Linked DNA regions of Sus scrofa: all the other regions are linked to region 1. Evidence: chromatin contacts called from public HiChIP or PLAC-seq and promoter capture Hi-C data. All regions are on one chromosome and are shown on one strand. The core of a region is the stretch at or near the end of the contact, and the rest is flanking DNA. Distances in the headings are between cores, read along the strand shown.

Region 1 (4,201 bases), core at 1,064-3,563:
TTAAATTTATACAGTGATATATGTCAACTATAGCTCCATAAAACTGGAAGAAAAAAAAAAGTACAAACTCTCAGATGCATTTCATTGGATTCACCAATTGTTAACATGTATCGCATTTGTTTTATTAATCTCATTCTCTATCTTCATACATGTTGAACCATTTAAGAGCAAATTGAGACATAATGCCCCCTTACCCCTAAATACCTCAATGTGTATTTTCTAAGAAGGACATTCGCTAAAATTATCCAAATCAGGGGGAGTTCCCATTGTGGCTCAGTGGTAACGAATCCAGCTAGTATCCATGAGGATTCGGGTTCGATCCCTGGTCTCGCTCAGTGGGTTAGGGATCGGGCGTTGCCGTGGGCTGCAGTATGGGTTGCAGATGCAGCTCAGATCTGGCGATGCAGTGGCTGTGGTATAGGGCAGCAGCTACAGCTCTGATTCAGCCCCTGGCCTGGGAACATCCATATGCTTCCGGTGCGCCCTTAAAAAAGCAATCCATCCATCAATCAACAAAATTATCCAAATCAGGAAATGATATGATTATAATATTGTTTAACATACAGTCCATATTCAGATTATGCCAATTGTCACAGTAATGTTCTTAATCCATAATCCAATCCAGGATCTCCCAAGGGTTTAGTTGTCTTGTCACTTTAGTCTCTTTTAATGCAGCACAAATCCTGAGTCTTTGTCTTTCATGACGTTAATACTTTTTAAGATTCTAGGGTAGATATTTAGATTTGTCCACCTTGAATACAAGTGAACGCTTTTTTTTTTTTCCTTTTTTCTAATCCCCTCCCCCTACTCCCACACTCGCATCACGTGCAAGCTCCCCGGTCAGGGATCAAACCCAAGTCACAGCTGTAATTAGAGCCACAGCAGTGACTCTGCCGGATTCTTAATCTGCTGAGCCAGAGGCAACTCCAGGTTATGCATTGTTTGGTAGGAAAACCACATTATGTTACGTCCTTTTCAAGATACCATGTCAGTAGGTATATTATGTCCTTTTCTCCCATAATCTGTGATGTTAATTTTGATCATTTGATCATGGTGGTGTCTACCAAATTTCTCTATTGTAAACACCTTTTTTTATTTTGTAATTGATAGGAAATTCATGGGGATTATTCTGAGACTATGTAAATATTATATTCCACACCACACCATTACTTTCCATTGTTAGCGTCTTTTGATGATTCTTGCCTAAATCAATTTCTAAAATGAGATATAATTCACATATTATAAAATTCACTTTTTAAAAAAAATTTTGTCTTTTTAGGGCCGCACCTGTGGCATATGTAGGTCCCCAGGCTAGGGGTCGAACTGGAGCTGTTACTGCCAGCCTAGATCACAGCAATGCCAGATCTGAGCCTTGGCTGCGACCTACACCACAGCTCATGGCAACACTGGATCCTTAACCCACTAAGCGAGGCCAGGGATCAAACCTGTGTCCTCATGGATACTAGTCGTCTCCACTGAGCATGATGGAAACTTCTAAAATTCACTATTTTAAAGTGTATAATTCAGTGGTTTTTAGTATCCACAGCGTTGTACACCCATCACTAGGATCTAATTCCAGAACATTTTCATCACCCCAGCACAAAACCCTGGACCCTTTCCTCTGCTCTTTCCAGCCGCTGGAAAACACTAATCCACTTTCTGTCTTTATTGACTGGACTACAGAAACATTTCATATCAATAGATTCCTACAATATGTGGTTCTTCGTGTCTGGCTTGTTCTCTCTTTTTTTTAAATGGCCGCACATGAAGTTCCCAGGCTAGGGGTCAAATTGGAGTTGTAGCTGCCAGTCTACACGACAGCTACAACAACGTGGGATCCCAGCCTTCTCTGCAACCTACACCACAGCTCACAACGATGCTGCATCCTTAACCCACTGAGCGAGGCCAGGGATCGGCGCTGCATCCTCACGAATGCTAGTTGGGTTCATTACTGCTGAGACACCAGGCACTCCTGCGTCTGGCTTCTTTAACATGTTTTCAAGTTTCATTCATGCGGTAGTTTTAATCAATCCCTCATTCTCTTTTGCCTAAATCAATTACTATTATGCTTCTTGAGAAATGATGACTCTCTACCTTGTCCAGTCTACACTTACTAGTTAACATTTGTCTCTCCTTTGTCAGAAAAGCACTTTAAGAAAATTGCACGGTTCCCTAGCCCTCAAGCCGTTCCCAATCTTAGATCTCTCCTTTCCACTTGAACAAGCAGCACCTTCCGTCTCCGCCTGTCACCCGTAGGCTCCGCCCCCTCCTCCAGGTGCCCCGCCCCTGCCGCTCCAGAGGAGGAAGTGACGCACCGGAAGTGTCCCTGTTCCCCCTTGCAGTGGGGGAAGGACTCAAACCCCAAAGATGGCGGCGGCGTCGGAGGAGCGGATGGCTGAGGAAGGAGGCGGCGGCCACGGCGACGGCGGCTCCTCTTCGGCTATCGGCTGCACCCAGCGACTGCCCCCACCGCCCCCGCCCCAGCTCCCGCAACCGGGATCCCAGGTGCCCCAGCCCCGGCGCTGGCTCCGGACCAGCTGCCTCAAAACAACACGCTGGTGGCGCTGCCCATCGTAGCCATCGAGAACATCCTCAGCTTCATGTCCTACGACGAAATTAGCCAGCTCCGCCTGGTGAGGCCCCCGCGGGACCCCAGCCGCCCTCTCCGCCGGGCCGAGGTCTGGGAGGGCTCCAGAGGAAAGAGCGTTCCCGGGGAGGGAGCCCCCAGCGAGCTGCGGCGGGCGCCAGGGTCCCGAGCGTGCCCCTCCTGCCTGCCCCCCAGTCTCTCGGGCCAGTTCGCGAGGCCCGCCCGGATTGCGCCCTGGCTTCGGGCCGGGGGCGACTGCCGGCGTGATCTTGGCCGTGGAGGGCTCGGTGCCCCCCACCCGGAAGCGGGGCCGCGGGCGGGGAGGTAGCGAGAGCTGGGCTTCCCACCTCCGCCAGGCCTGAGCGGGGACACCGGAGGGGGTCTCGCCACCTGCCTTTTGTGTGTCACCTTCCAGCCTCGGGCAGGCGCTGGGAGCCAGAACTCCGAAGTAGGCCAGGTTATCCCAGCCAGGTTTGGCTTGTCTGCGAGAATAACGCATTGTTCCCCAACCACCCAAGTTGCCTTGTTGCAGAAAATAAAGTCGGTCAGTCCTCCCAAAAGCCGGGAGCGGTTTGGAGGAATTAGAACGCGTCTCCGCAGCCTCAGACCCAGCGCCCTAGTTGACCAATAAAGTAGAGCCTTGAGCAGTTACTATTCCGGCTTTGCCTCGCCCCTGACACTTCGCAGCCAGGGTGAAGCAACTTGCTCCCTGAGACGGCTGTCTTTTTTTCTTGCAGTTCTTTTTCTAACGAGTGCTTCACTCCCACTCGCCAGCTTTAGGAGAGGTTTTAGACCTTAAAATCACAGAGTTCGGTCTATGATTTATGAAAATAATGAATTTGCCTTTGGGATTTTGCTTCACTCCAGAGGTTTGACTGAAGGTTTGATGAATATCTCAGTTCAGTCAGATGTTTTGCTTCCTTTCAGTGAATTTATCTTTAAGTGATAAGGAAATTGAAGGAGGTGGACATTTTGAAATGATTTGCAAACCGATGCCGTGTGGAAGCTAAATCTGTGGTTGAGGTTGTTTTTAGGAGGACAAAGACATATTTCTGAATGTGCTGTGTATAGCATTTTCTTAATAATCAATATGCCATATTTTAGGATTACTCCTTCAGTTTAAAATTGATTATAATTGTATTTTTGAGATAAAAGTGTACTTATTTTTTAAAGAAAGCTTAGACATATTGATTCAAGCCGGCGGGCAATTTTTTTTTCTTGTCAACACAGCCAGTTTGCAGGATGGAAAAATGATTGTAATTTCCAAACCATGTCATCCTAGGATTTCTTGTAGAATCTTAATATTCCTTCAAATTCATGTAAAGGATGATAGGTTTGATCAAAATTTGTGGTGTATATTCATGGTGTCTGGAAATTGGGCATAATTTGATTGAATCGAGGCTTTCAGCCAAACAATGGCTTTGTAAAGCTTGGAATGTTCACAGTGTTGAAAACTGTGGGGTTTTCGTTCATATGTTAGTCATTTTACTTTTTTAAAAAGTAAATACATTTTTAAAGGGGGTAAACCAGCCTATCCTAGGGGACAGAGTTAAAACACATCCTGCAATTTGTTAGTAAACAGCATCTCCTTCAAGTGAAATAATCAGTTGCATT
Region 2 (4,201 bases), core at 1,060-3,559, 180 kb before region 1:
GACTGGGTCATTTTGCTGTACAGTAGAAAATTGACAGAACACTATAAACCAGCTATGATGGAAAAAATAAAAATCATTTTAAATAAATTAAAAAAAAACCCCATGGACCTCAAAGTTCTTTGCTTTGTGGGGAGCCGTTCTAGGCATTCAAGATATTTAGCAGCATTCCTGGCTTCGAACCAACAGAGGCCAGTAGCACTCTATCCCCCAGTCATAACAAAAATCATCTCGACATTGACAAAAGTCCCTCAGGGTAGGGAGGAGAGAAGAGGGCAAATCGCCCCCCCCCCCCCCCCCGCCGCCCCCGCCGTCTCAGTCAAGAACCACTGCTCACAACCGTGCATAGCTTTCCACTGAAACACAAATTCTTCCGAATTAGCGTAGGGATGGAGAGAAGGGAGCCACCGCCCTGCTCAGTGCACACCCAGCTCTGTATATGAGATGAGAATCTCACACTCTCTCCCAGTAAACAGAGTGGGCACAGTGGCCCCTCGCACAGGCATCGTTCTAAATGCTCTACCAGTATGGACTCAAGGTTCCCAGTGAAATGTGAGTTTCAGATAAATAGCTATTGGGGAAGAAGAAATTTTCCTCTTCCATTCTAGAGTCTTCTGACTGGTTTAAGAATTAGGTTGAGAAGTTCCTGTCGTGGCACAGCAGAAATGAATCTGACTAGGAACCATGAGGTTGCGGGTTTGATCCCTGGCCTCGCTCAGTGGGTTAAGGATCCGGCGTTGCTGTGAGCTGTAGTGTAGGTCAGACTCAGCTTGGATCCCATCTTGCTGTGGCTCTGGCATAAGCCAGCAGCTGCAGCTCTGATTCGACCCCTAGCCTGGGAACTTCCATATGCCCCGGTGCAGCCCTGAAAAAAAAAAACAAATTAAGTTGACATGAGACACTTTAACGGAAGAAAATCAGGAATTCCCGGTGTGGTGCAAGAGGATTGGCAAAGTCTCTGGAGTCCTTGGTTGCAGGTTCGCTCCCCAATCCTGCACAGTGGGTTAAAGATCCCAACTTGCTGCAGCTGTGATGTGGGTTGCAACTGTGGCTTGGATGTGATCCCTGGCCTGGGAATGCCACATGCTGCTGGGCAGCCAAAAAAGAAAGGGGGGGGAATCAAATGAAAGTTTAATAACACGTACACCTGGGGAGACCCAATAAAACTGAGGAATTCTCCAAAATGGTTAAAGCCCTCTCTTTAAATACCGTCTTCAGCTAAAGACAAAAGAAGTTGGTCATAGAGGGTTGGGACTTCAAAGGGGAGGAGGGCAATTGACTTGAGGATGGAAAAGCAAATGTTTGGTAACAAATGTCAGCTGGCCTGGTAGAGACAATGGGACACAAGGAGAAATCTGATCTCTAGGCCTTGCTGAGTTTCCCCCACCTCACTCCCTCCACCACCACCACATGGAGCCCTGATTATTTGCAGAGCTCTCTGGTGATGGCTCTGTTCTGGGAACAGCCCCTTTTATCTAAATTCTTGAGGCTCTTACCTGGAATGTACAAGCCTCTTCCTGAGTCTTCTGGGCCTTGATGGTTTCCAACTCATGGCAAAGTGAAATTTGGGGTGGGAAAGTTTGCTCCCCCACATAAGGAATAATTTTTTAATTTAAATATACCCCCATGATATAGCTGGGACATACTTATACCAGAAGATCATTGGTGGTCACTGAAATTCAAATTTAACTGGGAGGGTGTGTTTTTATTTGCCAAATTGGCAAGCCTACCAGCGATCATGGGGTTCACCAAAAACAGTGTGCAGCAGCGTGATTATAACACACGGCTGGTGACTTAGAATCCCTGTTCTGCCTCTGATTAGTTGTGCGACACTGGAGATGTCACTTAACCCCTCTGATGCTCAGTTTTCAAATCCGTAAAATGGGGACTATAGCGGAGGGACTTCTTCCTTCTTCATTAGCTTCTTACAGAGCTAATTTTGTCTCCTGGAGCTCTGTCCCCGATCTTCTGACTCACAGGGTGTTTCCTGGAAAGTCACGACGGCCTAGGGCTGGGGTTTCGCCCAGCCTTCCACCCCAGCAAGCGGGAAGTCAGCTCGGGTTGGGTTCGAGGCCCGACTCTTCCACCGGCGGCCCGAGCGCGCAGCGCAGGCCGGCTGGGCCATTCCGGGCGCCGTCCGCAGATGGCGGCACCGGCCCCGTGGGTCGGCCGGCCGGCCGGCGCCTTGCAGGCCGCGGGCCGACGAGGGCCCGGGCGCGGAGCAGCGCAGGCCGGGAGCGGCCAGGCCACGCCCCGCCGGGCGGAGGGCGCTTCCCGCCCGGGTGAATCACCGCCCGCGGCGGCCGCCGGCACTCCCGCTGCAGCGCGCCGGGTCCTGGCCGCGCCCCTGCCGAGCGCCGCACAGCACAGCAGCCGAGACCCTCGCTCGTTCCCTGGGCGGCAGCGCGGGCGCCGCACCGACCATGGCGGGCATCGCGGCCAAGTTGGCTAAAGACCGGGAGGCGGCCGAGGGACTGGGCTCGCACGAGAGGGCGGTCAAGTACCTCAACCAGGACTATGCGGAGCTGCGGGACCAGTGCCTGGAGGCCGGGGCGCTCTTCCAGGACCCCTCCTTCCCGGCCCTCCCGTCTTCCCTGGGCTTCAAGGAGTTGGGTCCGTACTCCGGCAAGACCCGGGGCATCGAGTGGAAGCGGCCCACGGTAGGGATTGCGCCCGCGGCGGGATGCGGGCGGACGGGGCGCGGGGCCCAGAGGCGCGGCGCCTAGGCCTCTTGGCTGGCCAAACCCAGGGCCCGGGGCGCGGGGAGCCGGCCCCCGCGGCCCGGAGCCCAGCCCGGGACTCTGCAGGCGCGCTGTCGCCCGCGTCCCCTCGGCCACCCAGGCGCCTGCAGGACAGGCCGAGGCGCACGCTGCCCTCAGATCCCACTAGCAGGCCCGCCAGCAAAAACTCACAAAAACTCGGCTGACCTAGGGGGTCCCGCAGGAAACTTCTCAGACTCCAGTGGGGAGGTGGTGGGAGGTGGGGAGGAGAGTCTGCAGAGAAAGCGCGGGGGGTGGGGGGCGGCTGTGCAAGACCTAACCCGGGAAAGTCGGTTACTAACTCGGTTCAAGTCTACTTCAGGGAGGGGGCGAAGCCACGCACGGCCTGGGCCTTTGTGACTGAGGACTGTCTCTTGTCGCGATGGGTAGATTTCTCCAGTCAGAATTTCCTGTTTTCCAAATGGGAGCCCGCGGGACCTCCCCTTAACTTTTACCGCGGTGATGAGCAAAGGACGGGGAAAACACTGCAGCCTGGAGCCAGTTCTGTCCCAGAACCCCCCCCCCCCCGCCCCCGGAATCTCAGGGGCCCCTCCGAGCTCCGTTATCCCTCCCACCCCCATCCGGCCTCTGTCCCCCCTTGCCCTGGCAGGATCAATTTATCCATCCCGTTTCCAGTGGAACCCCTGCTGGTCCCACCAACTATGGGCACCTGGCCAGGCTTCCCCTTCCCAACCTCTAAGAGGCCTCCTGAGAGATCAAGACTCGTGTGATGAAAAGAAGCATCCCTGTCCTGCTTAGGCTCTGAGCCCCCAGTCACCCGCTGTAACCCTAAACCCACTGCCTAGGCAGCAAGTGCAGTAGGAAGTGTTCATGGCCGGAGGGGGGGGGGGGCAGCTGACTTTATTTCTTGCTAATGGGTGTGAGCCATTTAACCCCTCTAGCTCCTTTCTTCATCTAAAAAGAGAAGTGATGCCTGAGGTTTCCTCTCGTCACTCGTTCACCAGGCTCAGCACCTTTTTATTTCTCAAGGGCACCAGCTCTCTCCTGCCTCACCTGTCAGGGATGTTCTTTTCCCACTTTCTGGAGGCTGGCTCACTCATTTTTTGGGGATTGAGTCAGATGTTCCCTCCCCAAAGAGATATCTCCTGACCATTCTTAGCAGTCTCCTTACCATCTAGTTATTCCTTATCACTCAGCCCCGCTAATTCAGAGCATGTTCACAATTTGCAAATATAGTTACATATATATTTGCTTGTCTTTCCTGCTGAACGTCAGGGACCATGTATTATTCACCAATATATCCCCAGTGCGTTCACAGTAGGCATCCATCCACCATTCATTCCTTCACTTAACAGTATTTATTGAGTGCCTGTTATATGTCAGGTACTGTCTGAAATGCCGGGGATAGATCTGTGACCAAAGAGACTGAGTATTTGTGGAATGAATGAATGCAAGATTGTAATGAACCTCGAACAAAATGATGG
Region 3 (4,201 bases), core at 840-3,339, 150 kb after region 1:
TCGTTTTTTATTATCACCTTTAAAATATCCACGAAAAGTCAGTTATTAGAGAGAGGAAACAAGCTTTTTCTTACCTATGCGGTCAAATGTCTTATCACATTTGGGGCACTGCAAAATTTTTTTGTTACTGTTCTGAATGACTACAGGGGTTAACCCCTCATGAATGCTCCCTACAGAATCACCAGCTTCAGGCTCCTCTTCGGCATCATTCTGATCTTTTTCACTCTGTTCTTCAATGTCAGAGTATTCATCTGACATCTCCTCTTCTAGCTCATCTTCTTCAGCATTATATTCACTTCCAGGATCCTCAGAATCATTTCTATCTGACTTTTCCTTATCAAAATGGTCTTGATTCAAATTGTCGGACCCATCACCACTTTCCTGTTCATCATCACTGGTGTCGTCAAACTTAACAGGGCACTTCCGATTCCGTTTTGGTCTTCTTGCAGAAAAACCTCTTTCCAGCATTTTTAACCCATGTTTTTTCCCTAATAAAAGGGACCTATGGGTTTTCGCCAAATGATTCTCTAAAGACTTCTTGTAACAAAAATGTCTACTACAGAATTTACACTGATGATTATTTGATAGTCTTCCAGTTAATTCACTGAGTGTTTCTTCCGGTGATGACTTTTCAGTTAGCTCAGACTGAAAAGTGGCAACATTTTCATTATTCAGCAGCTTAACTGCATCTATAATATCCAGAAATTTTGCAGCCTCTAAAACAAGAGGGATTTCATATTTGTACACAAAAAATTCTGATGTGTAAAGAAATTCAAGCAAATGCTGAAAAACTGAGTGTGTTACATGATCCAGGGTGACAACATCAGCGCTTGGATTTTTGCTCAAACACGCATGAAAATAACTACTGCCAACAGCAACAACAACTTTATGGGCACTAAATTCTTTTCCTTCTACTATGATAAGCAAGTCGCAGAAAGACGGCTGCTTCTGCCTATCGTCATTTAAATACTTCAGCAAATTCTTATTGTACTGCAAAGAACTCAAAAGTGTTCTCTGATCCGGAGAGGGAGGAAGTTCCTGATAACAGCGAAGAGTGTCAGGAGCTGGTCTTTCTGTGGAATGAGTACAGGTTATTTGCTCACACTCCGCTGCCACATTTCCATCTGAAGAATCTTTATGATAGCCTAGATGGATCTTCTCAAGATGTGAAGTAACCTTTCTCCTTTTCTTCATTGCAGTACAGCAATTTCAGAACAAGAAACTTCATAAGTGTCTTGAGGGATTTACAAAGGAAAACTAGATTGTCTTAGATAACGGCTTCTGGAGGGGCGTGCCCGAGGGGTGCATGGTCTGCGAAAAGAGTAAGAACCACGTAAAATAACTCCATGGCCAAGCGATCCTACATCATTTGCGGCACTGTCAACAAATCCGTCCTGATAACTCGACGATGATAAAGTCACCGTTGCCACTTCATTCGTGGCTAAGATTTTAGGGCGGAGAACAAGGAGGGCCGAATAGAAAAGACAGCCAACAAAAGAATAATTTTAAAGGCAGCAGAACACACCTTGAAGGCCCGATTCGCGAACACGGCTAGGGGGAAAGAGAGCAAAGGGGGAGGCTCCCCGAGACCGCCGAGGGCGCAGGTGGAGCGGGCAACCTTCGCGATGCAGAGGCGCCGGGACGGTGACAATAAGGCCGTCGCGGCGGCGGAATCCACATCCCCCAGAAACACGCTTCCCCCGGGCAGCAAGGCGTACCTCCTCCCGGACGGCGTGCGTCCAAAGGCCGGAGGCGCCTGGTGGGACGGCCCCGGGAGGGACGCGGAGAGAGCCGGGTCACCCAGGGGGACGGCCGCCGGAGCAGAGCCTCCGCAGGCCCCTCTGGGCGGAGACCGCGCCGGCCGCGGGTGACCTGCCGCCCTGCCCACCCGCTCCCCGAGCGGACACGCCGCTCATCCATTACCGGGAACCGAGGGCTCCCCGCTGGATCCCGGCCGCCGAGCTCCACTCCGGGCGCGCTCGCCCCGGCGCCGACCCACTTCCGGGTTCAGCCCCCCGCCCCGCCCGCCCTTCCCCTCCCAGCCCCGCCGCCGCCGCAGCAGCCACCGAACACGTCAACCGCGCGCGCAGCCTCGCGGCCGCCAGGACAACACCGAACGGCCCTGCGCCGGCCAATGCGCATGTGCGCGCGCCCCTCCTCGCGCATGCTCTGTGGGTCCCCGGCCCCCCCGTGCCCCGGGGCGACCCCGGCAGCGCTGGGAGGCTATTAGTCCGGGTTTTCGCGGTGGTCGGGGTGGTGCGGGAAGTGGTGTGGGGGCTGGGGTCGGGGGACTGGGGCGGGGTTTGGTAAGAAGCGGCAGAAGCACCCCCAACCCTTAGCGGAGCGCGTCCTCACCGCGTTGGCCTTTGGCGAGCGGGCAGCCCTCCGCAGCAGATGGAGCCCGGCCCCGCAGACTCTGCTTGGCGTCCGAAGAACCCAGCTCGACCTCCCTTTTCCGCTTTAAACAGCCAACGCAATTGCTCCAGAAATGATTTAACGTCTTACTGTCCACAGAAAACATTGAAAAATGTACACATAAGTATGAAGGTGTCAGGAGAGAAAGTCAAAACAAACAAAAAACCCCACCCGGATAAGTTTTGGAGCCAGTTCCCAAGATTGTGCGTTTCTGACACAGCCCCAGGTGATGGTGATCTTGCTTTTCTGCGCACTACATATTCAGCAGCGAGGTGCCAGTCGTGTGGTTTTACAGACACGAGGAAAATAAGACAGAGGCTGAAACCTAATAGGGTGGGTGACCAGACTGGTGGACCCATTCCCGGTTCCCCTGTGGATAGACCTGTTAGAAAAAAGTGTTTCTGGAGTTCCCTACATGGCTCAGCGGAAAGGAATCTGACTAGCATCCATGAGAACGCGGGTTCCATCCTCGTGGCCTTGCTCAGTGGGTTCAGGATCTGACGTTGCTGTGGGCTGTGGTGTAGGTCGCAGCTGCAGCTCGCCTGGGAACCTCTATGTGCAGCAGGTGTGGCCCTAAAAAGACAAAACTGACACTTGTTGAAGAAGGTAAGACAAGCTTTATTCAGGGGTTTCTCCTACAGTGGGGTTTTGTATTAGGGGAGAGAGATTGGGTTTAATTCCAGACAAAGGAAAGTGGGGATTTATCACCCAGGGGCAGGGACTCAGGGGGTGGCTGGTGATGTTCGGTGGATGGAAAATGGCTAACAGAAAACAAAGAGTTGTAAGAGGGGGATTCTGGCTAAATTTACCTAACAGGGTTCCTGCTGAAGGCAGGTGGGAGGGGATGAGGAGCCAGATGTCAGCTATGGTGGAGGGGAAGTCTGGCTAAACTGACTTATCAGGATTCTTGCTAAAGTTGAGGAATGCAGAGACAAACACAGAAGCGCAAAAGTCAGAGCCTAATTGAGAAGGAAATTTGGAGGCATCTGATTCAAGTTTGGTCGAGGAGGAGTTCCCCTGTGGTCAACTGGGGTTAAGGATCCTGTGTTGTCAGGGAAGTGGCTTGGGTCGCTGCTGTGGTGCTTATTCAGTCCCTGGTCCTGGAACTTCCATATTCCATGGATGGCAATAAATAAGTAAGTAAATAAATAAATAAGTTTGGTGGAGCAAAGAATCCTTTAGACTTCATCCAATCCGTTGAACATCTTAAGAGCAAAGACGGAGCTTTCCCAAGGAAGCAATTCTCCCCAAGAATTCAGCATGAAAACTCTGCCTGAGATTCCAGCCTGCTGCCCTGCAGTATTTGGACTCAGGATTGGGACATAACTCTTATCAGAGTTTCCAGCCTGCTGGCCTACTCTATGGATTTCAGACTTAGCAAACCCCAGAATCAATCATGTGAGCCCGTACCTTAAAATATCTATCCTCTGTCTGTCTTACTGGTTCTGTCTCTCTGGGGAACCCAGAGTGATGCATCAGCAATGAACAAAAGGAAAATAAAATTCAAAAAGTAATGCCTTTATGTTTTCCTCAAATCATGTGGCAACAATATCCATGTCCCTAAGATATCAAAAGTTTTTGTCAGAGGAAGCAGCAGTGGGGTGGAGGCCCACGAGGAAAGAGGAGAGGCTGAAAGCCAGGGCAGAAAGGAAATCTGCATGCTTCGAAATCTCTTTCCTGTGTCTTCCTTTTGCCTATCTGTCATGGTCTTAATTCAGCATTCTTTAAGAGGCTCTTTCACAAGTTGATTTCTGAAAATGAAAATGTTTTTCTTCATTTGGTCATT

What was found. Promoter capture Hi-C pulls out the DNA fragments that hold promoters and counts their contacts. HiChIP or PLAC-seq counts read pairs in DNA pulled down with a chosen protein or histone mark.
Region 2: an H3K27ac HiChIP or PLAC-seq map of alveolar macrophages shows a contact between it and region 1. The contact joins the promoter of CAPN2 here to the promoter of FBXO28 in region 1. A contact is called at or near these places in 1 of 47 Hi-C or Micro-C datasets (skeletal muscle) and 2 of 2 datasets of contacts at active chromatin or transcription factors (alveolar macrophages and skeletal muscle).
Region 3: a contact with region 1 is called in a promoter capture Hi-C map of liver, with 2.5 times the contacts expected there. The contact joins the promoter of ZBTB41 here to the promoter of FBXO28 in region 1. A contact is called at or near these places in 1 of 5 promoter capture datasets (liver), 1 of 47 Hi-C or Micro-C datasets (heart right ventricle) and 1 of 2 datasets of contacts at active chromatin or transcription factors (alveolar macrophages).

What each region holds. Positions count from the first base shown.
Region 1 is chr10:19,933,904-19,938,104 of Sscrofa11.1, forward strand. FBXO28 (F-box only protein 28) reads left to right here and starts at 2,314. Exons shown (of 6, transcript XM_003130584.6): 1 at 2,314-2,506; 2 at 2,509-2,633. The coding sequence starts at 2,368.
Region 2 is chr10:19,756,515-19,760,715 of Sscrofa11.1, forward strand. It overlaps CAPN2 (calpain 2), which reads left to right and starts at 2,310. Exons shown (of 21, transcript NM_001100188.1): 1 at 2,310-2,657. The coding sequence starts at 2,421.
Region 3 is chr10:20,087,856-20,092,056 of Sscrofa11.1, forward strand. It overlaps ZBTB41 (zinc finger and BTB domain-containing protein 41), which reads right to left and starts at 2,090. Exons shown (of 11, transcript XM_021064480.1): 1 at 1,924-2,090; 2 at 75-1,311. The coding sequence starts at 1,194.